5 separate regions of the Mus musculus genome follow, and regions 1, 2, 4 and 5 are each linked to region 3. The links are chromatin contacts, called in public HiChIP or PLAC-seq and promoter capture Hi-C maps. All regions are on one chromosome and are shown on one strand. Each heading gives the region's core, a stretch centred on a gene start, on an enhancer-like site or on the middle of the called end of the contact. The rest is flanking DNA. Distances are from core to core; before and after follow the strand shown.

Region 1 (6,110 bases), core at 3,119-5,618, 1.6 Mb before region 3:
AACAAAACAAAGACAAAACAAAACAAAAAGCCTACACAAGACACCATCACAGCTGAAGAAACTGAAAACAACTGAAACGGAGAGGCATGCTCACAGACTGGTTATTTTAACATATTTAAAATGATGACACTGTCCCAAATGACTTACAGATTCAAGGCAATCCCTACAAAATCTCAACAATGCTCTTTACACAAACAGGAAAACTCATTCCAAAATTCAGATAGAATCTTTTTTGTTTTGTTCTTTTGAGACAGGATTCCTTTCAATGTGTCTCCAAGGCTGGACACCAATCCTCCTGCCTGAGTCTCTCAAGTGCTGGGACAACAAGCACGCACCACCGCCCCTAGCTTCACGTGGAATCTTAAGGGGAACCTCAATAGCCAAAACAACCTGGAGAAGGAGCTAAGGTACACCATTTAGACTAATTTCAGAACTTACTGCAGGCTGGGTGTGGTGGAACAAGCCTCAATCCCAACACTTGGTAGGCAGAGGCAGGAGGATCTACAGGGCTTGTTGGCTGCCAGCGTAGCCTAAACAACCAACCGACCAACCAACCACAAGCTTCCGGCTCCTGGAGAGAACCTGCCTCAAGAGTATCAGAGAGAGTGACAGATGAGGATGAGAGCCAAGCCTGCGCCTCCCTGGGTCTGAAGGGCAGGAGGGTAGTCATCTGATGGGTCTCTAGGCTGCCAAGGAAAGCAGAAGCCTGCTGGGCCAGCGGTCGGTCGCTCTCACTACTTCCCTTTCGCTTTCTCATAGTATGCTACAAGGTAGGCAGCTATTCCGAAAGGAAAACAAAGCCAACCGAGACTGACCAATCTCGGTTTTTTTTTTTTTTTTTTTTTTTTTTGTTTAGTAAGTCGGAAGTGGAGTCTCTGATTTCCTCCACCTCTGCCAAATGTTTTTTGTTGTTGTTGAATGAGGGACACCGTTTTTTGTTTGTTTGTTTGGTTGGTTGGTTTTGTTTTGTTTTTTTGCCTATGTAACAAAGAGCCAACATCTTCCAGCTTCCCATGCTGATGTTCTCAAAAGAACTTCAATAGCCAAAAAAAAATGGTCTTGAGAAGGAACTAGGTACACGACTTAAGACTAATTTCAAAACTTACTGCAGGTCAGGTGTGGTGAAACAAGCCTCAATCACTGATTTTCCCTATTATATGGCAAAATAACCCACAAAAGTGACTGTGTTATTTATTCCTCTACTGGAGAAGTGAAAACACAAACACAAAAACAAACAAACAGGCTTAGGAACATGAAACAATTTGTCCTAAGTCTCACCGTGTCGAAAGACACAGCCAAAATCTGCACACAAGTAGTGAATTTCATTTCTTTGGAAAGACCAGCAAGTAAGGATGAATCCAGACCATATTTCGGTGGCTACCGAAAGGAAGGAAAAGTGTTTTTCGAATCTGGCAACTAATAGGACTAGTAAGCCAAGACGGGAAAGAAACGGCAGCCTTCTTTCCCTGCAGTCCACCCAGAAAGGTCACTAGCTGTCCTACCCAAGGGAGCCCTGGTGGTAGGTGTTGGAAGGCACGGCCAATGGGGCCAATCAAAAACTTAAACAAACAAATAAACAAAAAAACCGCCGAGCCCAACAAACATGTAGTTAAAAGCCGGCCTTGCAACAACTACCATGATGGATAAAATATCTGGGTTGTCGCCCGAAAACGACTTCCTAAGGCGCACGCGCGAGCTCCGCCCCTGCACTCAAGAAACGAGCCTATCTCAGAGGTCAGCGCCGTCCCACTGCGCATGCGCTACGCGCACGCGCACTTTGGCTTCAGTGGTTCCCTGGTAATCCTCCGCCTTCCCACTGGCCCAGAGCACTGGCCGCCATACCCGCAGCTCTCACTCCACCGTGCCTCACCTTGCGCCCGGTTTTCTCCCGGAGGGCCTTCAGCCGTTCTTTCCGCCGCAGCGCCTCTTCCTCTAGGCGGCCCACACCGGCAGGAGCAGCCGCCATCTTTTCGGAGGCCCCCACCTCCTTTTCACTTCTGCCTCGCGCAGGCTCAGTGAGCAGGAGAATGTCTTACGGCCAATCCAAGGGAGACAATGGAGAGCCGGAAGCCCTGAGAACCAATCAATGCTGAGTTGATACAAAAGTCCACGCCCCTTGATCTGGAGCACCTGTACAGCGAGTGAGCCGGCTGGGTTGTGGGCAAAGGCGTTAAGATTCGATTTGTCCGACACTTAATTTGTGAGAAAGCAAATAGAATCAGACCTGAGAGGAAGAGAATAGAGAGAGTCGATTGCTCTGGTTTTGCCTAACCACCACCCACCTCTCCTAACTGCCCTCTTGGAATATTTAGCCATCCTTATCCACTTGTGCCAATTCTTCAAGAGCGAATGCCTTGAGAAACATTCCCTGAGCCGGGTGAGGTGGTGCACGTTTGTAATTCCAGCACTTCAGAGGCTGAGGCATCAAAATTATGGGGTCGGGTTCAGTCTGGGCTACGTAAGATAACCTTGTCTTAACGCACCACTACCAGACAAACACCCAGAAACCTTCCTTGGCCACTCTCATTCCCAACTCACTCTGAGGTCAGCCTCTCCCTTCTCTACAGAGTGCCAGTGGCAGCTTGCACTCACTCGCCTGATGAGTTGTTGCGCATAAGCCTTGCTATCCACTCTCTGGCTCCAGAACTGCTGAGTTCGAGGCCTGGCTACATGGCCTTTTCCTTTGAACTCAAGAATGATCTCGCATCTCTTTCGGGAGCTGCAGCATAATCAGAGTCAGGCTACCTTACCTGCTTAAAAGCAAATAGCAGCCGGGCGTGGTGGCGCACGCCTTTAATCCTGGCACTTGGGAGGCAGAGGCAGGCAGATTTCTGAGTTCGAGGCCAGCCTGGTCTACAAAGTGAGTTCCAGGATAGCCAGGGCTATACAGGGAAACCCTGTCTCGAAAAACAAACAAACAACAACAAAAAAAAGAGCAAACAGCAACCAGGGCCGAATAAGTGCCACTGAATTACTCTCTCCTCCCAGTATAAAAAGAGGTTGACGGAGCCGGGCGTGGTGGCGCACGACTTTAATCCCGGCACTTGAGAGGCAGAGGCAGGTGGATGGATTTCTGAGTTGGAGTCCAGCCTGGTTTCCAAAGCGAATTCCAGGATAGTCAGGACTACATGGAGAAATCTTGTCTCACAAAACAAAAGGAGAAGAAGGAGTTTGACTGCGGCAGATGGTCACAGATGCGTTTGCTTCTTTTCTTCTCCTCCTCCTCTTCCAGGAGATGGCAAGCCCATGAGCAACGTGGCTCCCTGTCTGGGGCTTCTGTTATAAAGCTGGCCCAAAGGAGAATGATCTTCCCTAACAGCTCCCTTCAAATGTCACCGTTTCCTAAGCTCGGTGTTATCCTGGGTTAACCTGGTTCTGTCTGGGACCTTCCCTTACAGTAGGAGACGGGGTGGCTGCCAGCCCCTGGCATAGAGGGTATCTGTGCTCAGGAAAGGTAAGCTCATACTAAGATGCATAGGGCGCTTCATACTGATCGATCCCTAGGACCAATAGGAGCCATCTGGACCTAGCAAACTTTCCCCTACCCCTAACAAAGAAGCTGGTTCCCACCCAACACCAGGGGCTCCCTCACTTCACAGTCCAGTCACAAGGAAAGGACAGACAGGGTGTTGGTGACAGTGGCCCAGAAATGACTCAGCCAGGCCTAGATCCCTTGTTCCTGCTGTCCCTGCAATTCTCATTTGGCTTGTCTGAGCCTCAGTTTCTTCATTCATTAAAGCCGGCATGAGGCACCCACCTCCTTCAGGCCAAAGGAACAAAAAATGACTGACAAGTGCCGGGCCCTGGGAGGAGGGGCTCCCAGCAATGGAGCACCTGGGCAGGATTCCTAGAGGGAGTGGGCTACTGTATGTATCCTAAACTTGGTAAGGACGCCGCTCCTCTGCAGGTAGGTTTGTCCTGCAGTCGACTGATGATTCCTTCCATCCAGCTCAACACTAGGCGAAACTAAAAGGTAGCACTTGTCTTCCATAAAGCTCTTAAAACAGAACCTTGCACGTAGTTAGTGCCACAAGTGTTCGTCATGGGCGAGGTTATTATTAGTATTGTTGAAGGACCCTAGTCATCTCCACGCGAACCACAGTCCTTTCATTGAACAGCGATAATTCCAAGCCCGATAGGTTCTGTACTCGGGTTAAAGCCTTTACGGGCCCCTCACTGGGGAGGATGGAAATAATCCTGCCAGTGGCTCTGAATGGACTCCGCCTGCGAGAGGCGGAGCTCCATGCGACCTCCCGGGCCGCCCTGACCCCAGGCTCCTCCTCCAGCCTGACTTCCCCGCCCTTTGGACAGTCCTAGGAGAGGCGGGGCGGTGGCCGCTGCCACAGACAACCAAGTGTAGGAAGCCAGGCGGTGGCCGGCCGGGAGGAGGAGGAGGGGCGTGTAGACTTTGGTGGCTAAGTGCGACAGGGTCAGGAGCCGCGGACTTCCCCCAGCAGTGTAGCGCCGCTCCGCCCCGGAGTGACGCCCTCCCGCCCATGGGCCTGGCCCGGGGCAACCGGCGGGCGGCGCGGAGGAGGCGGCGACAGGTGGCGCGCAGCAGGGCCAGAGCCCGGTCAGGCCATGGCCGCCTCGGAGCGGCTCTACGAGTTGTGGCTGCTCTACTACGCGCAGGTGAGCCCGTCTCGCCCCTGGTCCGCGGGGTCCCCAGATCCGCGCACGCAGTGTCTGCTGCACCTGCGTCCGGCTCCCCCGGGGCCGCAGATCGGCGCGCGCACGCGGGACTTCAGCTCCGCGCACACGTGCGTGCCCCTGGCTGCCGGGCTACCTCGGGCATTTGTGCCAGGGGACAGTGTTCGCCGGTGAGCGCTGTATTGCAAGTCCTCAGCGAGACCGCGCAGCCTCAGTTGCCCTGGCCAGTCAGTTCTCACCCTTTTCACAACTGGGTAAACTGAGACCTGGAAAGAGAGGGACTCAGTTTGCTGGTTGGTTGCTTCGCCTGAGAGGCGCATTCGCGATAGGTGGTCATGGTGGCTAGAATGTCATGTAGGCTGGGGGATCCGGCAGGTGCCGCTTCTGACAAGTACATCAGACGTTCGTCACTTCAGACTCCTTCAGAGTTCTTAGTGATGAGCTCTTACTGTACTTGAAGCAACTTTAGCCTACCTCCATTCTGCAATGGGCCAGGGAGGATGGTGAGGTCAGGAGGGATGGCTGAAAGGGACCCTCGTTTCAGGCTGACTCCGCTGGTATCAGAAGGGGAGCGAAGGGGCTGTGATGCCTCTGACTCAAACTCTAGAAGCCTCACTTTCCCTTTTGCACTGGAAGCAGGGAGTGATCCCGGGGTTATGCCTCCCTCCTTGCACCTGCTTGGCACTAGGTGCCTAGCTCAGGTGTGCCCTGGACACAATGGTCCATTGTGTGTCCATGAACAGCTTGTCACTGGGAGAGCAGGGATATGGGGAGAGTTCATGCTCTACCCTGGCCCTCTGAAGAGGCTGCCTGATGGTTTGTCTAAGTCTGAAGGGCCACAGCTTCTTTGGTCTTCTTGGGCCGGTGGCATGTAGTAGAGTCCCACTTAGGGTAACCAAGTCCGAGCTCATTGCACCTTTAAGCCTTTACTTCCCGGCTGTAGAATCAACGCAGTTTTACCCTCAGGCCACCTGGACTTTGTAGAGAGGGAGCCACTATGGCTGGTGTAGGTCAGAAAAGCCTGCCTCTCCTCCATTCAGCCCCTGTATCTCCATCTTCAAGGGAGATCACCATGTGAAGAGAACTTAAACCAGGTGATGAATCTGCAGAGATGTCACCGCTGGGTTTTCAGGCTGGGTGGTAGGCTGCTGGAGATGTTCTGGTCCAGCTTCCTGGGACTGTACCCTTTCATAGTGGCTGGGCTGTTTGGTTTTGAGCTGTTGGCCACTTCTGTCTGCTGTGCTCCCACCGCCTCCCAGAAGGCTTAGGTATGGAGCTCAAGCTGGCTGGTTGTAGAAGTGGAAGCCTAGACAGGCAGGGGGCAGCCTGGGACCAAGCCAACAAATAAATCCAGGATGTGAGAGCAAACTCAGGAGTCGGGTGGGGCCGGGCTGCCTGGGGAGAGGAAGCCAGGCAGCCACCCAGTGCAGCCTTCCTGCCTGCTCCAAAAACACCGTCCC
Region 2 (5,799 bases), core at 783-3,282, 1.2 Mb after region 3:
TTAATATCCTTGAACACAGGATTCAGCTCCATTCTACTTCCAGGTGCCCCTTTAATAATTTGATATACCACATATTTTAATATATCATATATTTTTATTTTTTTATTTTTCCTTTCTCAGCATGCTATGTTTGTTTAAAATGCTCTTCATGAGACTTAACCAGAGAACAATAAAGTCCATGATGGGCAATTCTGAGACTTCCTTTGTCAATGTAATTAAGTTGAGTCTCTTCACCTTAGCCTCAGACAGACTCTTCAGACAAGGGCAAGATGTAGTCACATTCTTCACAAAGATACCACAAAAACAGTCTCTAGGCCACATACTGAAATTCTCCACTGAAACTTCTTGGGCCAGGTCTGCATCATTCAAATCACTCTCAGTAACAAAGTCTTCCATATTCCTACTGGATAGCCCATTAAGCCCCATTTAAAGCATTCCACTGCTTTCCAAATCTAAAGTCCCCAAACCCACATTCTTCCAAACAAAATCATGGTCAGGTCTGTCACTGCAATACCCCAGTCTCTGGTACCAACTTCTGTCTTAGGTTTTTACTGTTGTGAACAGACACCATGACCAAAGCAAGTCTTAGAAATTACAACATTTAATTGGGGCTGGTTTACAGGTTTAGAGGTTCAGTTCATTATCCTCAAGGCAGGAACATGGCATCCAGGAAGACATGACTTAGGAGGAGCTGAGAGTTCTACATCTTTACCTGAAAGCTGCTAGCAGAATACTGACTTCCAGGCAGCTAGGATAAGAATCTTATTGCCTACACCCACAGTGACACACCTACTCCAACAGGGTCACAACTTCTAATAGTGCCACTCCCTGAGCTGAGCATATGCAAACCATCACACAGGGGTTCCTTTTTGTAGCCCAGACTGTACTAGAACTCACTCTGTAGAACAGGCTTGCCTTGAACTCAAAGGTACATCTGTTTCTGCCTCTGGAGTGGAGGGATTAAAGTATTGCACCATCACTTCCTGTCTCCATGCCCAGCTTTTTCCAGTGGGCATTTATGGCAGCAGCATTTATTGATATTTTATTTGTCACATATGTACAGTCCCCTCAGAGGCTAGAAAAGAGCATTGGATCTCTTTGAACTGAAGGAACAGAGGATTGTGAACCGCCACGTAGTTTTTGGGAATTGAACCTCTGGAGAGCAACCAGTGTTTTTAACTGATGAACTGTTTCTCCAAGTGTCTTTCTTTGACCTTGAAGAATCGAATTAGGCTACAATATCATATATCGCCAGGGCATACACACAAGGCACCAGGTGGCTGGGATAAGCAAACCCCTCACAATATAGACAATCTACCTGAGAACTTGGGAGTCAGGTAGATCATTAGCTGGAAGATTCTGGAAGAGGTTGCGTATCAACAGTTACTTTGCTTTCTTTCCGTTAGAATTACGATGTGCAGTTTTTGTGGCGAGTCACGCGTGTCTACATTTATTGCCTAGAGCTAGCGGGACCTGTAGAAACAAGTTTTATTATTTTTTTTTAATGGGTTGAGCTACTGAACCTTTTTACACGGATGATTTCCGCCTGGAGTGTTTGACCAGAAGTCTGTCGGAAGGTAAAAAAGGACGAGTCTTTGGGTCCTAATACTTCAACTCAAGCAGTACTTTTGCATTTATTCTCTGGACTTAGGTAGAAGGGGTCTTATTTATGTAGCCGAAAAGCCAGCAGCCCTTTGCCGTAACGGAATAAGACCGGAAAGATCTCCTCCCATTTTCTGCACCCGAACTGACAATCTCTCTCTTTCCCAAGGGGCAAGGCAGGACCGTCCCCCAGCACCTGGCAGGGTGTGTCACTAGGCTGTCTAAGCCACCCGGACCCCTTGCACACTTGCGAGGAAAACACCAGAGAAGCAGTGACAGCACTGAAGCCAAACCATAACTCCCGGCAGGCCCTGCGGAGAAGCGTGCCTTCTAATTGGGCAGTGGCTAACAGCGTGCCTTTCCATTGGGCAGCAGCTCCACCAGCCGTCAAAGCCGCTGCGCGCAGGGCACGGCGGGAGAGGAGGCCGCGGGATTTGCGGCCGTACTTCATCTCCCGGCGGGCCCAGCGCTGAAGGCGGTGGCGCGACGCCTTTGTGGAAGCCGGAGCCCACCGGGAGGAAGTTCCGGTCTCCGGGACGCTGGGTCCGTGGCGGCCTCTGAGGAGGAGGAGAAGCGGGCCGCGGCGGCTACGCTGCTTTGGTAAGGGCCCAGGCTAGGAGAGAGGGCGTGCCCGAGCTTCTGGGACGGGGTCAGCGGGCCTGGCGGCTCTGGAAATCGCGGGCCCGCGCGGCCTAGCAGCCGTGGCTTCGAAGACACGGGGCGGCCGCGGCCTCGCTCGCTTGCGAAAACAGTCGTGTGTCGCGGGAGGCGCCGCTCGCGGCAGGAACGCCCCGGAACGGTCGCGGGCCCGGGGCGGGGCCCGAGGCGGCTGTAGAATTACCGGTCCCAGCGCGGAGCGGCCAGCTGTGGGGCGAGGGACCCGCGCGTGGCAGCGGTTCTGGCGCTCAGCTCTGTGGTGCTGCAGGAGAGATTTCTTTCTCTTTCCCCTTGTGTTTGTGATCTTGTCCTGAGAGACATCACTAGATACGGAACTCTTGTGCCCTGCAAGTAACCTTGGCCGCCCACCCAGACACCCAACCAGGAAGGTGCGAGAGTTCAGAACCTGGCCCACGGGCCCGTAGAACCGGGAGGTGGGCGAGGGTGACTGGTGGGTTCTGTACCGGTTGGGCGAATGTAGGAGGAGAGTGATGTTCCCACATATTCGTGCTTTAGATTCCTTTTGGCGTTGTTAATAATGTGCTTTTCTTTTAACTTTATAATTGACGTTGAGCTAATGAATTCAAGTGTGGGGTTGCGTTTCTTAATTAAAAACAAAAGGCCTTATTTGTAGAGCACATATACTTGAGGTAGTTTGTATATTTTCTCCTCCCCCTCACCCCCACCCTAGGCATTCTTATTAATTTCAGACTAATTGGATATAAGTTAAGGAGTAGGTTTTTTTTTTTTTCTTTTTTATCCGCTTGATCACCCAGGTCATTTTCTGAACTCTGGATTGTGCCTTAGGATTGTTAGTTTTCAACTTCCTGTTGACTAAATATGTCACAGTTAACATTACTAAGCTTGTGAGAATCAAAGGGGAAAGTGTCAACAGCTAATGACAATGTGGAAAGTAACTTAGCACTAAAATACTAACTTGAGGAAACATAGTGGTTGAATCTACTGCCAGGCTTAGTGGAGTTTAATCCTGAAGTTTAGGAGGATGAGGCAGGAGGATGTCAGGTTTGAAGCGCCCTAAGCTGCATTGAGACCCTAAAAACTTTGAGTCTGAATTTTATTTAGCTCCTTAACTAGTAGTACACTTATATAAATGCTTATCTGCTTATAAAATCTATAGGATTATCTATAGTGTATGTGGTCTATAAGGCAGGTTAGGTAGGACTCAGTTCTCAACCAGCAGAACACCCTTGCTGCTCATTGAATCCAGGGCGCAAGTTATCTACCACTAGGACCAGCCTTCTTTACAGAATTTTCTTATCAGGCTTGAGTTTATTCTTACCTGCAGGTTTTTGTGGCTCTTCACAAGAATTTCTGGTGTGAGAATTATTATTGTCGTCTCCACCTTCCACCCCCCTCACCCCCCACAACATAGGGTCTTTCATAGCCAGGCTGGATTTGAATTAAACTTGCCTTAAAAAAAACTCCTAATCTTTCCACTTGAACTTTCTAGGCACTACAATTGGCAGCTGTTATTCCTAGCTAGGGGAAGGTTATTAAATATATATACTCTAGGCTAAAATCCTTTGCTACTATACTATATACTCCGCTCAAAATGTACTCTTGAAACAGAAATTTGCCACCATGCATAGATGTATAAAATGATGTTAATGACTTGGTTCAGAATCAGAGTTAAGTAGATAATAAAACTATTGAAAAGGGTTTTTTTGTTGTTGTTTTTTGTTTTTGTTTGTTTGTTTGTTTTTTTCGAGACAGGGTTTCTTTGTGCAGCCCTGGCTGTCCTGGAAGTCACTCTGTAGGCTGGCCTCGAACTCAGAGATCCACTTGCCTCTGCCTCTCAAGTGCTGGGATTAAAGGTGTGCGTCACCACACCCGGCTTGAAAAGTTTTAATTTATTTATTTGAGATAGGGTTTTACTATTCATCCCTGGCTGGCCTGGAACTGGCTATGAGGACTGGGCTGGTCACAACTTAGAGAGATCTGTCTGCCTATGCCTCTAGAGTATTGACATTAAAAGCACATGCCTACAAGCCTGGTGTGAGTCTGTTTTATAACAATTCATCATGGTGTGCAACTCGGTATAGTAGAGTTGATAACTGTAGAGTTTCAGAAATCAGATGTTGAATCCATGTACTCTTCACTAACACAGACAATGGACAAATTAACTTATTCAAGCTTCAGTTATTCATCAGAAATAAGGTTAATGAATACAGCCATCTCATGTAGGATTGTTGTTTTGGTGAGTTAGATTTATTTATTTATTGTGGTACTGGACTTTTTCCTCCATGGGTCACCATTCCAAGCTTGTGGGATTAAAAAAAGAACCCATAGCTTTGCGAATTTTTGATAATCGATCTCCCACTGAGCTATGTTCCCAGCTTAGATTTTTTTTTCCCACCGAGACAGGATTTCTCTGTGTAGCCCTGGCTGTCCTGGAACTCACTCTGTAGACCAGGCTGGCCTCGAACTCAGAAATCCTCCTGCCTCTGCCTCCCGAGTGCTGGGATTAAAGGCGTGCGCCACCACTGCCCGGCCAGCTTAGATTTATTATGTAATAGATGTAATGCTCTTAGGACAGGGTCTGGTATACAGAAAGTGTTCACTAAATAATAGCCATCACTGTTGCTTTTTCATTTTCCTTTGAAATCATAATTTTGTATATGTAGCGCAAGCTAATGTAAACTTATAGTTCTGTCTCAGTCTCTGAGGTCAGGACAAGTTGTGGATGTTGGTTCTCTTATCCTACCATGGGGGTTGTGAGAATCAAATTCATTCAGGTTGTCAAGCCTGGCAGTAGGTACCTACTGAGCCATTTCACCTGCTCCCACCTTTTTTGAGACAGAGTCTCTCCCTGGGACCTATGACCTGCTAGTTGGGCTATGTTGCAGCTGTCTTATCTCCAGGATTCTCCTGTCTGCACCCTCCAGTGCTGAAATTACAAGCAAGAACCATCACTCCCATCTTTTTATTGCTGATCCTGGGCATTCAACTCAGGAAGCAGTTTACCAACTGAGCTATTTTCCCAACATCCTCCATCCCTTTGAGACAGGGTCTTGCTAAATATCCTGGCTGCCTCAGCTTCTCTGTGCTGGGATTTACAGCCTGTGCCTCCAAGCCTGGCAACTTGGTTTATTTTGAGATACAGTTTCATGTAGCCCATGCCAGCCTAGAATTCCTACTACTACTGCAGTCTCCAGAGTTATAAGGTGTGTCACTTTATCCTACTGTACTGTATATACTGTAACAATTTACCTTTTAAGCCATTTTAAAGTACACAGTTCTGCAGCATTAGTTACATCCATGTTAAAAACAACAATGGCTATTGCTAAAACTTTGTAACCATTAAGCAAGTAACTTTCAATTTCTTTTTGTAGCCTCTGATAACTTTTACTCTGTTTCTCTATGAATTTTGTGTTTCAAGTATAATAGAATGATACAATATGGTCTTATCTGTGTTGGCTTATTTGGCTTAGTATAATGGTTAGTATAAAGTTGATTGATTGGATAGTATGTATCAGAATTTTATTTCTTGTTTCATTGAATAGTATTTCATCCTTTGTG
Region 3 (5,507 bases), core at 434-2,933:
TGCCCTCTTCTGGCCTCAGATCTACATGGAAGCAAAACACCCAAATATAAAACAAACAAATCAGCTTGCTTTGGTCATCTCCAAAAAGCATCTTCTTTGGGCTTAAAGCCCATAGGGCCTTGTCAGCTGGCACCTAGCCCGGTGCTGCTGAAAATACTTATCAGCAGTCATAGCCTCCTGCCCCCAAAACTTCTCGTTTATTTGGTAGAACGTAATCCCTCCTGACAATGTCCTGTTTCCAGAACCAAAGATCGTAGCTATTACAACCTGGGCAATCAGCCACGCCTGGTAGCCCACACTCACAATTCTAGCACTTTAGAGACTGAGACAGGATTAGAAGTTTGAGGCCATCTCAAAAACAAAAAACAAAAACAAAACAAACAAACAAAAACTCATGTCTATAATCCCAGCACTCAGCGGGAGGAAGGACATTCTGGAGTTCTGGGCCAGCTTTGGTTATATGTCTTGACATATAACCAAAGGGGGTGGGGGGCTGCTGGGAGACTTGAACATTCAACATTATGTTGGGCAGCTATGGGAAAACTACCAGCAGCTGAATCAAGAAACTAAGGCAGTTCTAAGTGATGCAATGCCTTCTGACCACTGTAGGCACCAGGCATACATGCATGTGATGCACATACATACATGAAGGTAAAACACACATAAAAAATAATGAGGCAGGGGTGGGGTGGGGGTGGGTTGGCAGGCCTAAGGCATTCTAAGCCTGAGCGCTCTCCTTTCCGCCCAACGCCTCAGCAAACATTGGTAGGTTCACAAACTAAGTCTGGCATTGAGCAAACGGAGTAGAAAAGTCTTGATCTTGTTGCCTTCCAATGCTAATCCGCCATTTCTGGTATCTGTTCTGCCCACCACTTCAGCTCATAAAAGCCAGTCATACACCCAAGCCCAACTCAAATCATTGCTCCTCCATGAAGTCTGTCGCAAAGAGGAGGCATCCACCTGGCATCCTTGTCGAAGATGAATTTTTCTCAGAAACATCATGCGTCTGCCTCCTAACCCATTTTTCTTGCTATTTCCCCCTCAATCTGTTGGGTAATTCAAGGACCACTCCCAGCGAGCCTTCCTTGACCTCTTGAGCTTCATTGTCTCTACGCAACCAGCGCTCAGGACATAAAGACTCTCCAAGAAATAAATGGAAGTTAACAGTTGGAGCAGTTCCGAATAGGCACGCCGTTCTCGAGACCATCCTTCCCAGCCTTTTTTTTTTTTTTTTTTTCTCAAATATACATACTTGAAACATTTGTTATCCTGGAAGATCTCTGCTTCCAGGAAGAAAAGCATTCCTTCTCCTCCCCAAGTCTGCTCTTCCCAGCCTCCTCCCTAAAAGAGTCTCTGGACATGAGAGAGGTGGGTCAGCCGCGAGGAGTGAGGTCAGGGAGAGCTGACCCCTGAACGCTGCCTGCTTCTCTAGGGCTCTGTATTCTACACAGTGCCACGGGGAACCGCCTCAGGTGTGGTCGGGCAGACGCTCCTCGATCTCGCAACCGGGATAATCCTGACAGCACTGTAGTACCCTGGCATCACCGGGGACCCCTTCGTACTGAGCCCAGACACGCAGGAGCCTGTCCCGGGTAACGGCGCGCTCTGTACACGTCACCCATCTGTGCCCGGTAGCTGGCAGCTGATTGGCCCGCAGGCTGGGGAGACGCTGGAAGGCGAGGGGAACGGCGGCGCGCGGGCGGTTGGGCCAGCTCAGGCTTTCTGTGGACAAGGCTGTGCTTGGCGTCTTCGGATGCTGCGGGTTGAAGGTAGTCATGGCCGGGACCCCCGCACCGAACAGCCACAGGAAACAGAGTGGCGGCCTGGAGCCTTTCCCCGGTCTGTCTCGATCCATTGAGAACCCTCCGAGCAAGCGGGCCCGGAGCTTCTCTGAGACCACAGTCCCGGACCCCGAAGACCCATTCGGTGAGCACGCGGAATTTACTGCGGACGACCTAGAGGAACTCGACATCCTCGCGTCACAGGCCCTGAGCCAGTGTCCCGTCGCGCCTCGGAACCTGTCCAGTGAGTGCCTGAGGGGCCTTTTCCCCCGGCGGGTGGTGCAGACCTCTGATTTGGCGGTGAGACATCCAGAATGTTAAATGGCCTCCCATTTAGATGGTATGCACCCCATTGTAACCCTTGGGCAGAAGAGCATTAGAAGGCGTCTGACAGAGGCAAGAGATGAAAGAGAGTCTTACACAAAAATGCCAGTTGCCCAAAGGTTAGGCATGGCAAACAGGCAATGGGCAAGAAATGCCAAAGCTGCTTTTCTTCTTAGAGCTTACACTCTTGGGGAATAAGTTAAGTGTCAGGAGGGTTTGATGGGCACCTTGCGAATGTACTTAGCACTTACAGCATCTGAAAAATAGGATTATCCCTGGAAATGTGGCTGGCCCTCCATCTCTCCAGCAATATTGCATGGAAAACCAGGCATTGGAAAACACTCATTGCTGACCAGCTGTCATATGCGGCAGTGGTTAGACGCAACTTTCCACGAAATGGCACAAAGCAATGCTGCCTCCCCCTTCCTTGGCCCTACATCACCCGGTACTCTACCTTACTCCATCCCTGGAGCCCCACCTCCCCCTGGAATGTATCCATTTGGTTCACCATCAGTCTTTAAAACCAGCAGATCCTATGCCTAACATGTTGTAGTAAATAGTAGTTATGGTAGAGTCACAGCCAGTGCAATCTCTGTTCAGCTATGAGCTGAGAGTCTAGAAAGTGGGTGAGGTATAAAGCGAGAGAATTCAGATATGCTATGCCATAAGGATTCTTTATGTGTTTATACCATGCTCGGAGCTGTTACCTGGGTCTTTCTCAACTTGGCTTTCAAGAGTGACTCCTTCTGCATTTTATGACAAAGGTGGATACATACTGAGCCCCGCAGTATACATGGGATTATTTTTTCCAGACAGGTTCTCGATCTCTAGCAAGGCTAGCCTTGAATTTGAGATCCCCATAGCTCTACTTCACAAGTGTTGGGATTGCAGTTCTGTGCCACCATGCTCAACCTAAGGGCAACTACTTTTTATACAGGTGCTCATAAGGTCCGCCGATTAGATGGGTTACCAAATAGTCCTATAAGGAAAAGCAGAGAAGATATTCCAGTTAAAGATAATTTTGAATTAGAAGTACTTCAGATACAATACAAAGAACTTAAAGAAAAGGTATGTGACTTTTGGGTTGTTTGTTTGTGTTTTGTTTTGCCTGTTTGGTTGTAATGCTGAGAATTGAACTCAGGACTTTACCTTCACACATGCTATACACAGACACTCTACTGTTAGGCTATCCTTCCAGCCCTAACTTATTGTATTTGCAGCTAATTCATTCATTTTGGTATTAAAAAGCATGTGTAAAATATATAAAAACTATAAAACAAACATCTAGATTTATTCCTCTGAAATGAAAGAAGGTTGGGGAAAGAATGCCTGAAATTTTATTTACCCTGTGTATATCCCTGAGCCTATATAAGTTTATATGCACTGCATGCATACAGGTGCCCATGAGGTCAGGGGTGCTGGGTCCTCTGGAATCAACACAACTGGTGTGAGCCACCTCATATGGGTAATGGGAACGGAACCTGGGTCCTCTGTAAGAGCAGTGAGTGCCCTTAGCTGCTAAGCCATCTCTCTAGCCTCTACAGCTTAGGTCTTTATCTGAGGAACATGTCATCTTAGCGGTTGATATTTGTTAGTTTTGCAGGCTCTCATACATCTTTCACCTGGCCATCTGTAGGTGCCTAAGAAAGCCAGAAATCCAACATGGGGTTTTAGTCTGTGGAGGGTATGAGCCGTAATGTTAAAGCTGAAAGAATCTGTGTGTAAGTGGTGAATGGATTCTGAAACTGTTCTTGCTGAATATCTGTTGACTGGGCGTAATTTACAGCTGAAAGCAATGGAAGAAGAAATCCTAATTAAGAATGGAGAAATTAAAATTTTGCGTGACTCTCTGCGTCAGACAGAATCCGTTCTAGAAGAACAGAAAAGATCACATTTCCTTCTTGAGCAAGAAAAGACTCAAGCACTCAGTGAAAAGGAAAAGGAATTCTCCAGAAAGGTGAGCCAGAGCATTTGTGTCACGCGCTGGGGACAGTAGTGTCACCTGTCCATCCACTGACTGACATTAGAAGGAGCAGCCAAGGCCAGGCATGCTGACATATGCCTTTAACCTCAAGAGGCAGAGGCAGGTGGATCTCTGTGAGCTCTAGGCCAGCGTAGACTACACAGTGAATTCCAGGCCAGTCAAGTGAGAAACTTTCTCTAAAAAATAAACAAAATAGAAACAATAAACAATGTTGCCTGGAAACATTCACCCATTGTTTAAGTACTCGCTGCCCTTAGTGAATAGCATGTATCTTTCTTCCAGGGTCTGCATTTGTTTTGGAAAAAGACTGAGATGAAACTCTGCTTTGCTGTGGTCCTGATTCTTGGCAGGAACAAATCACTAGCTTAGAACTTCTAGGATAGGCTTGAATTCGAGCTCCTTGGTAAGTCAGAAAGTCAGTTGCTTCTGCTTAGCCAGAAGGAAATATATTAGCTGCCACATCAAAGTCTAGGAATTTAGGAACATAGTAGGGCTTCAGATGATGTAAACCAGAAATCTCAGATTCACTGTTATGAAACCTGTTGCTCTATCAGCAGAGGTTCTGACTAGATAGACTCATACATTTATTTTTTTCTTTTTTTTAAAAAAAGATTTATTTATTTATTATACATGTAAGTACACTGTAGCTACCTCAGACACCCTAGAAGAGGGCGTCAGATCTCATTACAGATGGTTGTGAGCCACCATGTGGTTGCTGGGATTTGAACTCAGGACCTTCAGTAGAGCAGTCAGTGCTCTTGACTGCTGAGCCATCTCTCCAGCCCAATACTCATACATTTTAAAACTCCAGAGCACAGTTAAGACTTGGGCTTCCTCAGTTGGGCATAAATTGGGAGGCTGGTACATCAAGGTTACCATAGGTCCAAGGCCAGCCTGGGCTATATAGTAAGATCCTTTTTCAAAAAGCCAAATGAAAGATAAGATAACGTCATCTCAGACCTAAAATTTTTAAAGAAGCAGACTATTTCCAGACCAGTTCTAAAACCAGAGATGATAAGTCTCATTTAAGTCACAGTCAGAGGTAGGGAAGGGAGATCGTGTTCAAAGAAAACTGCTAGGTACCAGTCTCTGTCACCACTGTCCTTGGAGCGTGTTGATGCTTGAGTCAGGGGTCTGTCCTGCACCCCCTTTCCAGTGTAGGGAGCCATGGGCAGAAGCTTCAGTGTCTGCCTCCATGACCTCTTCCAGCAGCTTTACATGCACACACCCTTCCTTGTAACCACCACCGAAGAAAGCCTGTTGGGAAGCCCAAACGGGTCTTTTTGTTGTTTTGTTTGTTTGTTTGTTTTGTTTCCTGATCTGGTGATACAGCCCAGGCTGGCCCGAAAGTCACTCCGTAGCCGAGGATGTTCTTAAAGTTCTCAGTCTCCTGCTTCTGCCTCCTGAATGCTGCCTTG
Region 4 (6,170 bases), core at 1,701-4,200, 1.5 Mb after region 3:
TACAGGCAATGTTCAGGCAAGGGTTTGCTAGCCTTACCGGATCAGCAGTCTAGAAACTGGATGTTAAAGTCTCACTGGACGCCACTCTCGTGTGCAGGGTCTACAAATAACTTTTATTGAAATTGAACAAATAACACAACAGCCTTCCTGTGCTGGGGATCACTCGTCCCAAGCCATTTCCCACACTCTAGAAGCACAGAGCTTCCACAAGGAAGTATTTTTTTAAAGCCATCTCTGTATAGAAATCAGACTCTGCCCCAACATTATCATAGTCTAGACTATTTACAAACCTTCACATTTTAATTATGCCTCTTAAGTATTTTCCCCTCCTTTCTATCCTTACCAAGGAGCTCCAGTACTTTCTCTTAACAGACCCTGAAGGGGTAAAGATACTGTAAGGAGAAGGGGGGGGATGGGCTCCTCATAGCTACTGGCACCAGCCCCAGTCGTTTCTTACCACTAGGTGGTGGACTGCCTCTCCCCTACAACTGGGGATTTGTGGGACTGGTGCAAAGACAAGGGAGACGACGAATATGTGGTTTGGGGCAAGTCCCCACAGGTACAGGCGTCAGTAGCCTGTCCTGACCCCGGCCTGTACCCTCTCAACTTGAGGGCAACTGGTTGAAATCAAGAGAGATCAGTCCAGCCCTGGGTGAAAGGAGAAGCCTCCCACACTGGTCCTCATTCTTATTGAACAGCCAGCAAAGTGTCCAGCTTAAGAGCGGGAGCATGTGGTAGGTAGGCAGGAAGGGTGAGGCTGGTATGTATCTCCAGTCTGTCCGATACAGGAGGAATCGAGGTAGCAAACGGCTGAAATGCTCTGACTAGGGGGGAAGGGGAGTGAGGAAAAGGAAGTTCCCACTTGGGTAGAGCCCCTACAGCCCAGGGGCTGGAAGAAGGCAGACTCTGCTTGTAAAGTGCTGTAGCTTCTAGGAGGGCTGGGCCCTAGGCAAGCTTGGAAGAAAGCAGGTCAGGCAGGTAACCAGGAACCAGGCATTCCTGACCGGCACGTGTCTCCTGTCATGCTTCTCCCACAAGCGGCTGGGGGAGACGGGCTGGTAATTCTGTCCTTAGCCCTCACCAGCCACCAACCTCTTATTGTTCAGACATCCGCCAATACCAGTTAACACTGAGGGACAACCCCTCTTACAACTGAAGGTTCTGGGCCAACGGAGTTTAGTTTATTCAAGGTTGTGGCACCAGCCTGGACTCCTGAATGGAAGCTACACCTTGATCCTGGGAGTTTCTTGCTGGGGCAGTGGGTGCTCGTGTCTGCCATGCCACACACAGGTTCATACTTCATAGAGGATCACGGGGAAATCCACGTGGATTCGGGGAGGATCCAGCTTCACGATGCCCTGCCATGGAAACAGAGGCTAGTGAAGATCAGCTCTGGGCCTCTATGCTAAGAGCCTCTCTGTTCTTCCCAGCTCTTCCCCCAGAAAGCCCCATCTGTATCTCCGTTGACATACTGATGTAGGCTTTATGATCACTGCTCGGACCCTCACCTGAGGAATCAGATTCTTATGTACCCGCCTCAGCTTGGCTCGCTTCTGCCCATTCTTGGTGACGATTGTCTCCTCATAGAATTCGTGAGCCAGATCTCCATCTTCATCGTAGAACATGGAGCTGTGGAGAGAAGGGGAACAGGCTGGATTGGAGCCTCATCCCTGGCCTTGGCAAGGGCCACAGACCACAGGGAAGTACGCTGAACCCCAAGAGAAGACGCACAACGTGCGTTCTCCGTGGAAGAACTCTTTGCTTGGTGCCCGGAGGGAAGCAGGCAGTGTGACAAGGCCACTGTTGCCCTGTCATACCAACAGGATGTCACATCAGAGCACCCTCTCTAGGCAACTAAAGTTAGTCCTCACCACTGGTCTGTTTCACAAAGGTCATGATTCTAGTAGCAGGCCCTTCACCTAGGGCTTATTTATGGAGTGGGTGGGGTAGTGGCCTGGGCATACTGGTCTCACTTCTAAAGACACTGCTGGTCCAGGGCCAAAGACCAAGATGGTGGATGTCTGAGCCCAGAAGGCTGCACTCCAAGTCATTCCCCAGTGGCTGGCACTGTCTAATCGACACTGTTGGGTCTTTCTGGTATTTACGGTCAAATTTCCATCACAGGGAATGCCAGTCCCTAGGAGCTCACTAGGTCCAGGCCATTTTGTGTGAGCACCTGGGAAAAAAGAAGGTTAGGTTAGTGTTCCAGATCTAGAGAACCCAACTGGCTGAGGGCACTTTTTTTGTTGTGGCCCCACCTTCAACACTGACGCCTTTCTCTGCTTTTCCAGACACTATTCTCGGAGGTCCAACTTCACAGTGAGGAAGGCAAGACACCTAAACAGAAGGTCATCTTCCCTTAGATTTCTTCTAAGGCTTAGAAGAACAGAAGGGACATAAATGCCTTTAATTTGCAGGCTGAGTTGGATGAAAGGGAGGTTTTAAGACTCTTAGAGGCCGTCTTAGCTGAATTATGGAGCTGCTCCCTAAGAGACGAACCTCAGGCAATTCTCTAAAAAGACCATCTGGGCGGTCAAGAGCTGAACGCCGCTTGGTTTTCCCTTCTCCTTGCTTTGACTGGGACCCAAAATATGACAGTCGTCTGATTCAAATGTAGGGGGGCGTTTCTCATTCCCGGATGTCCTCCCAAAGGCAGATACCCATGCCCTTACCCGCGGCGCGTGAATACGAAGGGAGGCACTGCTCGGGCTCGAGACCGCACCAGAGACTGCTCGGAGCCTGCCGCCTCTGGGCCGCCGCCCCCCGGAGTGGAGGCAAAGGGCCAGAGGCCCCGAGCTTTGGAGCCGCTGGCGCCCATGTCAGCGCCGCGGGCGCATGGCGGACCCAGCGGCCGCTCCGCTCTCACAGCGCGGCGGGCGCGACCATGCCCTGCCCCAGCTTCCACTCGCAGGTGCCGCCGCCGCCGCCTTCCGCAGGCTCTGCTGTCTCCACGGAAACCTCACTTCCGCTTCCGCGCGTCCTGCACGGTGCCTCCTCTGAGTGGCTAAAGGTCTCGTCAGTCTGTGGTGTAGAACCAATGGCCACTCTCAGAGGCTGACCACCACAGGATGCGCTGCCTCCAGGTCCCAGAAGCCTATGGGTCCCAAGGGTCAGCTGGGACAGCTCCCTTCCAGAAAGGCGGAGGTAATGTGTTGTTGTTGACTTTAAGGTCGGACCCGGTATAGTTGTCTCTACGTCCCTGACACGCCCAAAACTCCGGCCCAGTAGCAATAGTCAATTAGGTCACCCCTCCACCCCTAAGGGACCTTAGGCCTGTCTGAGGCTAAGGTTGGCTGTTTTCACAACTGTGTCTTTGCAGTTGTCACATTTGCCTGTAAAGAAACTACGGATCTTGCTTAATGTTTTTGTTTTCTTTTTTCTTTTGGAGACAGGGTCTCACTATGTAGCCTTAGCTGGCCTGGCACTTGCCATGTATAAATGGCTGACGCTCAAATGCCTGTCTCCCGAATACTGGGATTAAAGGAGTGACCAACCGCACAGGGAGCCAAACTTCTTTTTAAAACTTTTTTGATCAATTTCTTAAGAGTATATTTGAGGTCTGAAGGAACCTAAACTAAGTGTTGTAAGTTCACCAGAGAACATTCTTCAGGAAAATAATTATTACCAGCTTTCCCCTGGTAGCATGTGAAGTGTGGGACCCACGAGTAGTTTTTTGGAGAAGGGGTTACTGCTATGGTTTCTCTGAGTTGGCCTGGAGAAAAAAGTTTCCTGTGTAGTAACTGTAGCTTATTCTTGTCTCTTCATGACCTGAGCCCTGGAGGGTTGAAAGACACCTGAATCCACAGGCATACATTTCCTGAACATATTGGTCCCACTGCGACCTTGGAGAGGGTGCACTCTGGATGTGTCAATCTTTGTTGGCAGTCTTTCATTAGGTGTTACCCCGACTGGGGGCCCACATCTATAGAGTCCAAAACCAGAAAAATTCTTACATCTTTATTCAGCCAATTCTCTCAGGCATCAGGCCCTGATGATGACTGTCACACCCCCATCCCTTCCCCACATTCAGTTGAGGCCACAAAACATTACATACATTCATACACTTCCATCAAAAATATCTGAGGGAGACTCTGGCTTTGGCAAACAAGAAGAGGGTCTGGTCCAGCAACCTTTCCCTTAGAGGAGGCACTGACTGAGCCACTGTAGTTGTTGTACTGGCCAGCCCTCTCTGACCCCAGGGTGTTTGTTTGGAAGTCAGAAGGCACGGTAAGAGGGAACCCCAGACTCTACCTTAATTGCTTGTATTATTCTGAGCAGCTACCCTTGGCTCTGATAGGGCTATCCTGAGACCCATTCATGACTCAAAACAATCTTTCTCCATAGGTAAGGTCTCTTACCCGTGAAAATATAACCTTGTTTTGTCTGTAGAGTCTCTAAGATTCTCACAGCTGCGACCCTGTGACTTGAGCAGCTACGCAGAGTATGACCCAGTACATACGGGCAGAGGGATGCAAAGCCCCGCCCCACTATATCCACAGGTAGACGGCTGGCTCTTTCCCTGTTCTCTGGGCTCATCCCGGTCAGCAGAGGAGGACCTCCATGCACACGCACTCCTCAGGCCCCACAGGCCCTGTCACACTCACACGGCACGCTCTTTGCACTGCCTGTTCTCCTCCTGTCATCCATGGAGACCCAAGGTCACCCCAAAGGACAGGCGTGCAGAGCCTCCTGGATCTTCTGGCGACAACGAGAATACTTCTGCAGGATCTGGCGAAGGTGTTCCTCTTCTTCCCGCTGCAGGATTCGTAGGAAATTGTGCAGTTCAGGCATGCTGAAGGCATCCCACTGGAAAGGGCAGAGGAGAGATACACGGGCTGCAGCAATGAATAGCTAAGTTGGCAGACCCTCCTCCAAGACTGGTCCATGATGGTTCTCCCATGAGCAGGTCTGCGCTCCTGACATTACCTCCTTTTCATTTTATTATTATCTTATGTGTATGCATGTTTCCACATAGAGGTCAGAAGAAGGTATCAGACCCCCCAGAATTAAGAGTTACAGATGGTTGTGAGCTGCCATCTGGGTGCTAGGCATCAAACCCATGTCCTCTGTAAGAACAACATGTACTCTTAACCACTAAGCCAACTCCTTTTGTTGTTGTTTAATGGTTTTATAATTTATTTATGTGCATTGGTATTCTGCCTGCATGTAAGACTGTGAGGGCATCAGATCCCCTGGAACTGGAATTACAGACAGTTGTGAGCTGCCATGTGGGTATTGGGAACTGAACCCCAGGTATTGAACCCGGGTCCTTCAGAAGAGCAGCCGGTACTTTTAATTGTTGACCCATCTCTCCAGCCCTGCTAAGCCAACTCTTTAAGTCCCCTATTTTTTTTGTTGTTTTTTTGAGTCATAGTCTTTCTACATATCAAAGGTTGGCCTTTAACATGCTATGTAGTCCAGGCTAGTCTCAAACTTGTGATTCTCCTGCTTCTGCTTCCGGAACGCTGAGATTACAAGTATTTATCACAATGCTAGCCTTGGTGTTAGGCTTTTCACTAAATGGTCTGTGCTAGGATCCTCATGAGCAGTCTGTATAGAAAACAGATCCTACAAAACAGTCTCCTTGTAGTGAAATATCTCTATCTGTTGTTAGGTGTATTCTCCTGCATAGTCTCATATTCTCTCCCTCAATATAATGGGCTCTGATTCAAACCTAGGGTCTCATAAATGTTAGCAAATTACCTTTTACCAAGCTACATTCCCATACAGCCCTTGTACCCACCCTATTCTTTTTCTTTTCTTTTTTTTGCTGCCGAGCTCTGTGCATGCTGAGCGTCTATTCTTACCACTAAGCCACAACTAACCCCGATGTAAAAAGTCATTGTCCTTTTTTTTCTTTCTTTTTACATTACTGGAAATTGCACTGTGCTATCTAGTTTTCGGCTAACTTGACACAAGTTAAAGTTATCTGAAAATAGGGAATATTAATTCTCTATTAATTGAAAACAATGCCCCCACAAGCTATAGCTTTAAGGCATTTTCTTAATGAGTGACTGATAGGGGAGGGCCTAGCCCATTGTGTATGGTGCCACCCCTGGGCTGGTGGTCATGGGTTCTATAAGAAAGCAGGCTGAGCAAGCCAGTAAGCAGCGCCCACCATGGCTTCCACTTCAGCTCCTGCCTTCAGGTTCCTGTCCTGTTTGAGTTCC
Region 5 (5,548 bases), core at 935-3,434, 1.2 Mb after region 3:
CGTCCCCTCCCACGCCTTTATTCATCCTTCCTCAATTGCTTATCGTTGCTTGCACAAGACTGGGGTGAGGCTTCCCAGAACTTTCTAGAGCGGAGCTAAAACTGCCTTTCCACTATGTCCCAGATTTTTCCCATAACGACAGTGTGGAGAATGGGTTGGTAAATCACAGATCATACAGGCTCTCCAAAAAAACTCCCAGACTTCCAGGGTTCCCTGGAACCTCACGGAGTGGGGGGTGGGGCGGGGAGGAGTTCTCTGGCAGCCCTGCCAACCACCCCTCTTTGAAAAGCAGAGCAAAACAGTGCCTTCAAAGGAAAGTAGAACTGGTCGGCAAGCCGCTGCGGACCGTTGTGAGGCTCTGCCCTCTGAGTGTTTGCCTCTGTCTGTATTTTTCTCGGTGTCCCTGAGGGTCTAGGAACTGGACAGGTTGGAGGGGAATTTGGAAGTTGTGCTGGCAGGGTTAACTATGACGTAAGCCCCTCCTCACACAACCCTGGAAGCTATCTTAAAGAATCAGATGGCAGGAAGGATGACAGCCTCGTGCTGGGTGACCTTCCGGGACATGGCTGATGATTTGTGTGTCTTAGCCCACTGCCTTTTCCCACCCAGGCCCTTTCAGAGATAGCAAGGAAATAGCCCGTATTCAGCTCCACAGGGTACTCACAGGTCAGGGGCCCGCTCTTTCTGCTCACCGGATTAGGACAAAAACTGGGCGTCTGGAAGAAGTCAAGGCCTCTCGACAACAGGGAAGAAGAATTTGAAGAGTGACAGCAATATTCGACACCCTCTTCAATCAGGATGTTCAGGTGGTAAATGGGGAAGGCACATACAACAGAGTTGGGACCCATGCCAGAGCCACCATCCTTGACGGTCACAAAGACCCCAAAAAGCACTTCCTGGCCCTCTGAAATGCTCAGTTCCACAGCCAGTTTGGCATCCACTGGAGCAGAGTGGGCTGCCTGAAGCACTGGGTAGGGCTGTGTGCCCTCCGGGGCTCCACGGCGCCGGCGTTTAGGTGCAAAATGACAGTCCAAGACCAGCTCCCGGTAGTCACCAATCTCTGGCTCTACAGCATTGAGCCGGACCAGACGTGTATGCAAGGCACTGGGAGGGCTTGTGACACTGATGGGCTGGACAGTCAGAAAGTAGACAAAATCCCCCGAGTGGAAGCTGTACACATATTTGATGAGGTAGGAGGCCAAATATTTGGGCAGCACCGACAGCGACGGAAAACCTGGTTGGAATCCAGAAGTATCAGACTTTAGACGACGGATGGACACCGAGCGGGGGCTAAAGCTAGCGGCCAACTCTGGGTCTAGCGAAGATGCCACATAGAAGTAGGAAGCATGCCCCTGCTCCACCACAGTCACACGAGTGCCCAGGGGGCTAGCCACACAGTCCGTGCAGGCCTCAGGCTTGTTATTGTTTGCTGAGAATAGGCAGGCTGGAGCTGCTAAGTGCAGGGCTTTCCCCCGAGGCTCCAGCTCATGCAGGAAGCAGCGGCCCTGTAGGGTTGAGCCACAGCTGACCAGGGCTGGCAAACCTGGCTCCATCACTAGCACCAGTGTGTCTGTGTCCTTTGGTGGTCCATGAGGGCCTGGACCACAGCTCGCACAAGTCTGGCAGCCAGGGTTCCCGATAGGGCCAGTGGTCAGGTTCTCTATGAACTGCAGGTCAGGCCCAAGCACGTGCAGGTGATTGCGTGTGGCCACAAACACCGCACTATTTGTACTGTCCTCGTAGGCTGCGGTGGCCTGTACCCGGCCCCCCGCGGAGAAGCTGGGGACCACGTACTTGACACTGAAGTCTCGGGAGGCTGCGTAGGGTATTCGTGGGCACTGCCAGTTCAGGTTGGTGGACGCCGCCGACAGCCGCAAAAGAAGCATTAGCAGAAGAGAGGATTGAAGCAGCGGCAGAGGCAGCCCCATTGAGCTGGGGCCCCTTGGGAATCCCAGAAGGTCCAGGACTTGATCGAACCAGACTCAGGGTCCGAGCTGAGACCAGCTTTACGCAGCGGTACTGAAAGCTCCTGGGCAGCTGCCCCCCTGCCCTGGTCCCTGGCAAACCCAACCTTTCTCTCTGGCTTGTGGTCTGAGCACCTGGCTGTGGACCCACGGACACGGCAATGGCACGATCACCTCACCAGGGGCCCCAGCTGCTGCTTCTAGCTGCCGCTGCTACAGCTACTTGGATCAAAGTCGAAGGGAGGTGGGCCCCAGTGGGTGCGGCAGGGCTGGGGGCGGGGCTACGGGCGGAGCCCTGTCGAAGGCCCTGCTTTCTTTCCAGCTCTGTCTGACTCTTTCCAGCTGTGAGAAGGCTGTTGTTGTGACCTGGGAAGGAGTATTCCTGAACCATCCTATATCCCCACAACCCATCTGGTTGAGGTTAGAACGCTGCAGGACAATCTGGCTCCTCTCTCCTCATGGCCCTCTTTCATAGGAACACTGTCAGGCACTAGTTCACCATGTGGGGAACGGAGACGGAGACCAGGAATGCACTGGACAGAGTAATGCGGGGGTGGGGGCGCTGCAGAAAGGGATACATGGAACAGACCTTGTGTGGTCAGAGATCATCTTTCCATGTGCCTATTCAGAGAAGTGTCAGAGAAAGGTATGTTGTGCCCTGTCCTGTGTGCCAAGACCCATAAAGATTAATGGAGTCTGACCCGCCCTGGGTGGTAATACTTAGAGGAGGTAACTTCTGTGAAGACCTAGCCCTCTGGCTCGGATCCTGTCACTGTGGCCTCAGCATGAGAAGGCATATATGGGACAGAAGGGAAGAGTGACGGTAGAAAATGCCTCTCCTCCGGTGCCCTGGTACAGGAGAGGTGTGGTCTTTGAATTCCGGGGCACCTCTGATCCGCTCCTTGCTTTGTGGACCCAGTGTCTCTGAAACACGAATGTAGCTGTAGTTGGTTGGAATCCAGAGTCCTCTTTCCAGGATGGGTGAAGCCCATTCTGCTTTGCCACCTCTCTTTCCCGGGACTCAGCCGCTGTCTCTTGGTAAGACGCTTTCTCAATACCTCAGGGTAATGGAGCAGGAAGAGGTATTCTTAGCCAGGCAGCTGCCTTAGCTCCGTGAACCTGGGCTCTTGAGGGCTCCTCACAGGGTGGTCATAGGCAGTTTTGAGTCCCTAGGCAGCAGAGAATAAGAGAGCTGGGGAGGGAGGAACCCACCCTGGGGAATTCTACCTTTTCTACTCCACGCCCAGGACAAACTTCACTGCCTGCTTCTCCTTTCTAACATGGCCTTAGCTAGTGCTCCATCCCTTCATCCTTTCATAGTCGAGATGGTATTATCCTAGGATGCCTTTTTTGTTTTGTTTTGTTTTGTTACATAGAAACAGGGTTTCTCTGGGCAAAATAGGTTTTTCCTGGCTGTCTTGGAGTTCACTCTGTAGACCAGACTGCCCTCAAACTCAGAGATCCACCTGCTTCAGCCTTTCAGCCTTCCAAGTACTAGGACTAAGTATTGGGCATGTGTGCTACCATGCTGCTGTTGCTGCTGCTTCTCCTTCTCTTTCTCCTTCAGATTTATTTATTTATTTCATGTATGTGAGTACACTGTTGCTGTCATCAGACACACCAGAAGAGGGCATCAGATCCCCATTACAGAGGGTTGTCAGCCACCATGTGGTTGCTGGGAATTGAACTCAGGACCTATGGAAGATCAGTCAGTGTTCTTAACCACTGAGCCATCTCTCCAGCCCCAGCTTTTTTTTTTAATAGCATTAATTAAAATCATCAAAAAATATGGAACCCTTCACAGATCTGCGAGTCACCCTTGCACAAGGGACATGCTAATCTCTGTACTGTATAAAAAAGAAGGCCTTTTATATCCAGCCTGCGGAAGATGTATCTCATGGGCCACCAAGAGCTTGGGCTTAGTACACACTCCCAACACAGTTTGTGTTCTTCTTCCATCCCCAGGGTAGGACTCCCCAGCTCAGAAATGAATAAATAACACAAAGCAAAACATGGCACCCCTCCAGTATTCCACGGTCAACATGTCTAAAGATAGTCATGCAGAGAAAACTGAAATACTCTCCACACAGCGTCCAGACAGGGGCTCTTGTGAATGTTGTCTTGCCTCCAGAAATTGTGAGACATTTCTGGACACTGGGGGCAGACTTCACACATTTGGATGGCTTTGCCCAAATGGAGTGGAATCGGCCATTAGTTGGTTCTCTGCTGCCACCATATGGCCATGATGGTGACTGCACCCCCTGGACAAAGCTCTACTGGGGGTAGTTAGTTTTCTCAACTGTGGTGCCCACAGGAGAATCCCTTTGTTATTTTTCATCTGTGCGTTCTGCAGGACCTTCAAGGTAGGCATGAGGCCCTGCACTACCATAAGGTAAGCTCAATGGGTTTGGCCTATTGCTAGCTTAGGGCTTAAACTACTCTGGCATCTTCTCACCACTAAGGGATGCTAGCCACTTTGCCTTCCATGGGCTCAGACCTCTCTGAACACCTCAAAAGGTTAAGACGAGTTTTTTTTTCCAGCCCAGAAATCACATTAGTGGGTTTCTCTCTAACTACAGTATGGCCACATCAGATTGAAGTCCTAAGTGACTTGCCTGCTGTAATTTTATCCAGAGATTGAAAATCCCTGGACTTGTGGACAGGTTCTCTTTCCAAATGTGGATGCCTCTGTTAGGAATACCTCCTTTACTTGCCTGTCATCTCATCTCTGAGCTCCCAATAGGTAAACCCTGCACTTCTAGATGCCTACTGTCCTAGGTACACATGCTTATCTCTGACCCTCTTTCCTTATTCCTGATCAGAATCAGTACTGAACTACAGAAGCTGAGCTGTGCTAGAGTGGCTACCAGAGCACTTAGGGGCTAACTGCTGATCTGAACATACAAGGATGTCTGACTTTGCATGCCCCGGGTTCCAAAGGGTTGATCTGAAATCCCTGGTCAAGAGCAAGTTGAAGAAAAGCATCCAATAGCTAGGAAAGAGACCCAGGGCAGTGTGCAGTGTGTACTTCTGAGGATCTTAAGAGCCCGGGAAGGAGGCTTGCTGCCATGTTAATTCTCACACAATCTAGGCTGAAGCCAGAAACAGCGATTCTGCTGCAGAGTACGCCCAGATGCCACAGTGCATCTTAACATGGCCTGTGCTAATTCATACATGTTCTCTCATGTGGCCCTACTCTCTGAGACTGCAGGGAGGTGGTTCTGACAGTCAGAAGACCACATTCATTGGGCGCTCTTATCTCTAGTTAGGCTTTCTGCTTCTCTAATCAATGCTAGTTAGGTTGTAGCAGGATCAGAACTCCCCAGGAGCAAGTCGGGGGCCTTCCATACTGTGCCCTGGGTGGCCCAAAGGTCTTATGGTGGAGTGAATGGAACCAGTCCTTTACTGCTGAGGCTCCTGGAGTGTCCACAGCACTTCATGTAGGACAGGCTGAGGAACAACCTAGCATATCTAGTGACCTTGTACATTTATTTCTATCGGCTCCAGAGATCAAGTGGACTTCTTTTGCTTCTTTCCTGGTGTGCTGTGCTGATGAACTGGCTGGCTGAGATACAGGAATGAAA

The links. Promoter capture Hi-C pulls out the DNA fragments that hold promoters and counts their contacts. HiChIP or PLAC-seq counts read pairs in DNA pulled down with a chosen protein or histone mark. Capture Hi-C pulls out chosen DNA fragments and counts their contacts.
Region 1: a promoter capture Hi-C map of erythroid cells shows a contact between it and region 3, with 9 times the contacts expected there. The contact joins the promoter of Nbeal2 here to the promoter of Atrip-trex1 in region 3. A contact is called at or near these places in 3 of 39 promoter capture datasets (cranial neural crest, erythroid cells and pre-B cells), 2 of 484 Hi-C or Micro-C datasets (B cells and CD4 T cells) and 1 of 115 datasets of contacts at active chromatin or transcription factors (pancreatic cancer cells).
Region 2: a promoter capture Hi-C map of liver shows a contact between it and region 3, with 2.9 times the contacts expected there. The contact joins the promoter of Rbm6 here to the promoter of Atrip-trex1 in region 3. A contact is called at or near these places in 4 of 39 promoter capture datasets (erythroid cells, liver and pre-B cells).
Region 4: a contact with region 3 is called in a promoter capture Hi-C map of liver. The contact joins the promoter of Tusc2 here to the promoter of Atrip-trex1 in region 3. A contact is called at or near these places in 1 of 39 promoter capture datasets (liver), 3 of 115 datasets of contacts at active chromatin or transcription factors (double positive thymocytes, pancreatic cancer cells and thymic regulatory T cells) and 1 of 9 other capture datasets (liver).
Region 5: a contact with region 3 is called in an HNF4G HiChIP or PLAC-seq map of pancreatic cancer cells. The contact joins the promoter of Mst1r here to the promoter of Atrip-trex1 in region 3. A contact is called at or near these places in 1 of 39 promoter capture datasets (liver) and 1 of 115 datasets of contacts at active chromatin or transcription factors (pancreatic cancer cells).

What each region holds. Positions count from the first base shown.
Region 1 is chr9:110,652,419-110,658,528 of GRCm38.p6, reverse strand. It overlaps Nbeal2 (neurobeachin-like 2), which reads left to right and starts at 4,368. Exons shown (of 54, transcript NM_183276.2): 1 at 4,368-4,632. The coding sequence starts at 4,582. It overlaps Ccdc12 (coiled-coil domain containing 12), which reads right to left and starts at 2,026. Exons shown (of 7, transcript NM_028312.3): 1 at 1,871-2,026. The coding sequence starts at 1,966.
Region 2 is chr9:107,869,052-107,874,850 of GRCm38.p6, reverse strand. It overlaps Rbm6 (RNA binding motif protein 6), which reads left to right and starts at 2,032. Exons shown (of 21, transcript NM_011251.3): 1 at 2,032-2,202.
Region 3 is chr9:109,070,273-109,075,779 of GRCm38.p6, reverse strand. Atrip-trex1 (Atrip-Trex1 readthrough) reads left to right here and starts at 1,683. Exons shown (of 14, transcript NR_153412.1): 1 at 1,683-2,121; 2 at 3,043-3,173; 3 at 3,892-4,062. It overlaps Atrip (ATR interacting protein), which reads left to right and starts at 1,656. Exons shown (of 13, transcript NM_172774.3): 1 at 1,656-2,025; 2 at 3,043-3,173; 3 at 3,892-4,062. The coding sequence starts at 1,776.
Region 4 is chr9:107,560,035-107,566,204 of GRCm38.p6, reverse strand. It overlaps Tusc2 (tumor suppressor 2, mitochondrial calcium regulator), which reads right to left and starts at 2,950. Exons shown (of 3, transcript NM_019742.4): 1 at 2,673-2,950; 2 at 1,509-1,629; 3 at 97-1,358. The coding sequence starts at 2,818. The coding sequence ends at 1,293. It overlaps Rassf1 (Ras association (RalGDS/AF-6) domain family member 1), which reads right to left. Exons shown (of 6, transcript NM_001243748.1): 6 at 3,938-4,806. The coding sequence ends at 4,660. It overlaps Gm9917 (predicted gene 9917), which reads left to right. Exons shown (of 2, transcript NR_166687.1): 2 at 2,292-6,170.
Region 5 is chr9:107,903,525-107,909,072 of GRCm38.p6, reverse strand. It overlaps Mst1r (macrophage stimulating 1 receptor (c-met-related tyrosine kinase)), which reads right to left and starts at 2,184. Exons shown (of 19, transcript NM_009074.2): 1 at 693-2,184. The coding sequence starts at 1,928. It also overlaps the pseudogene Gm23856.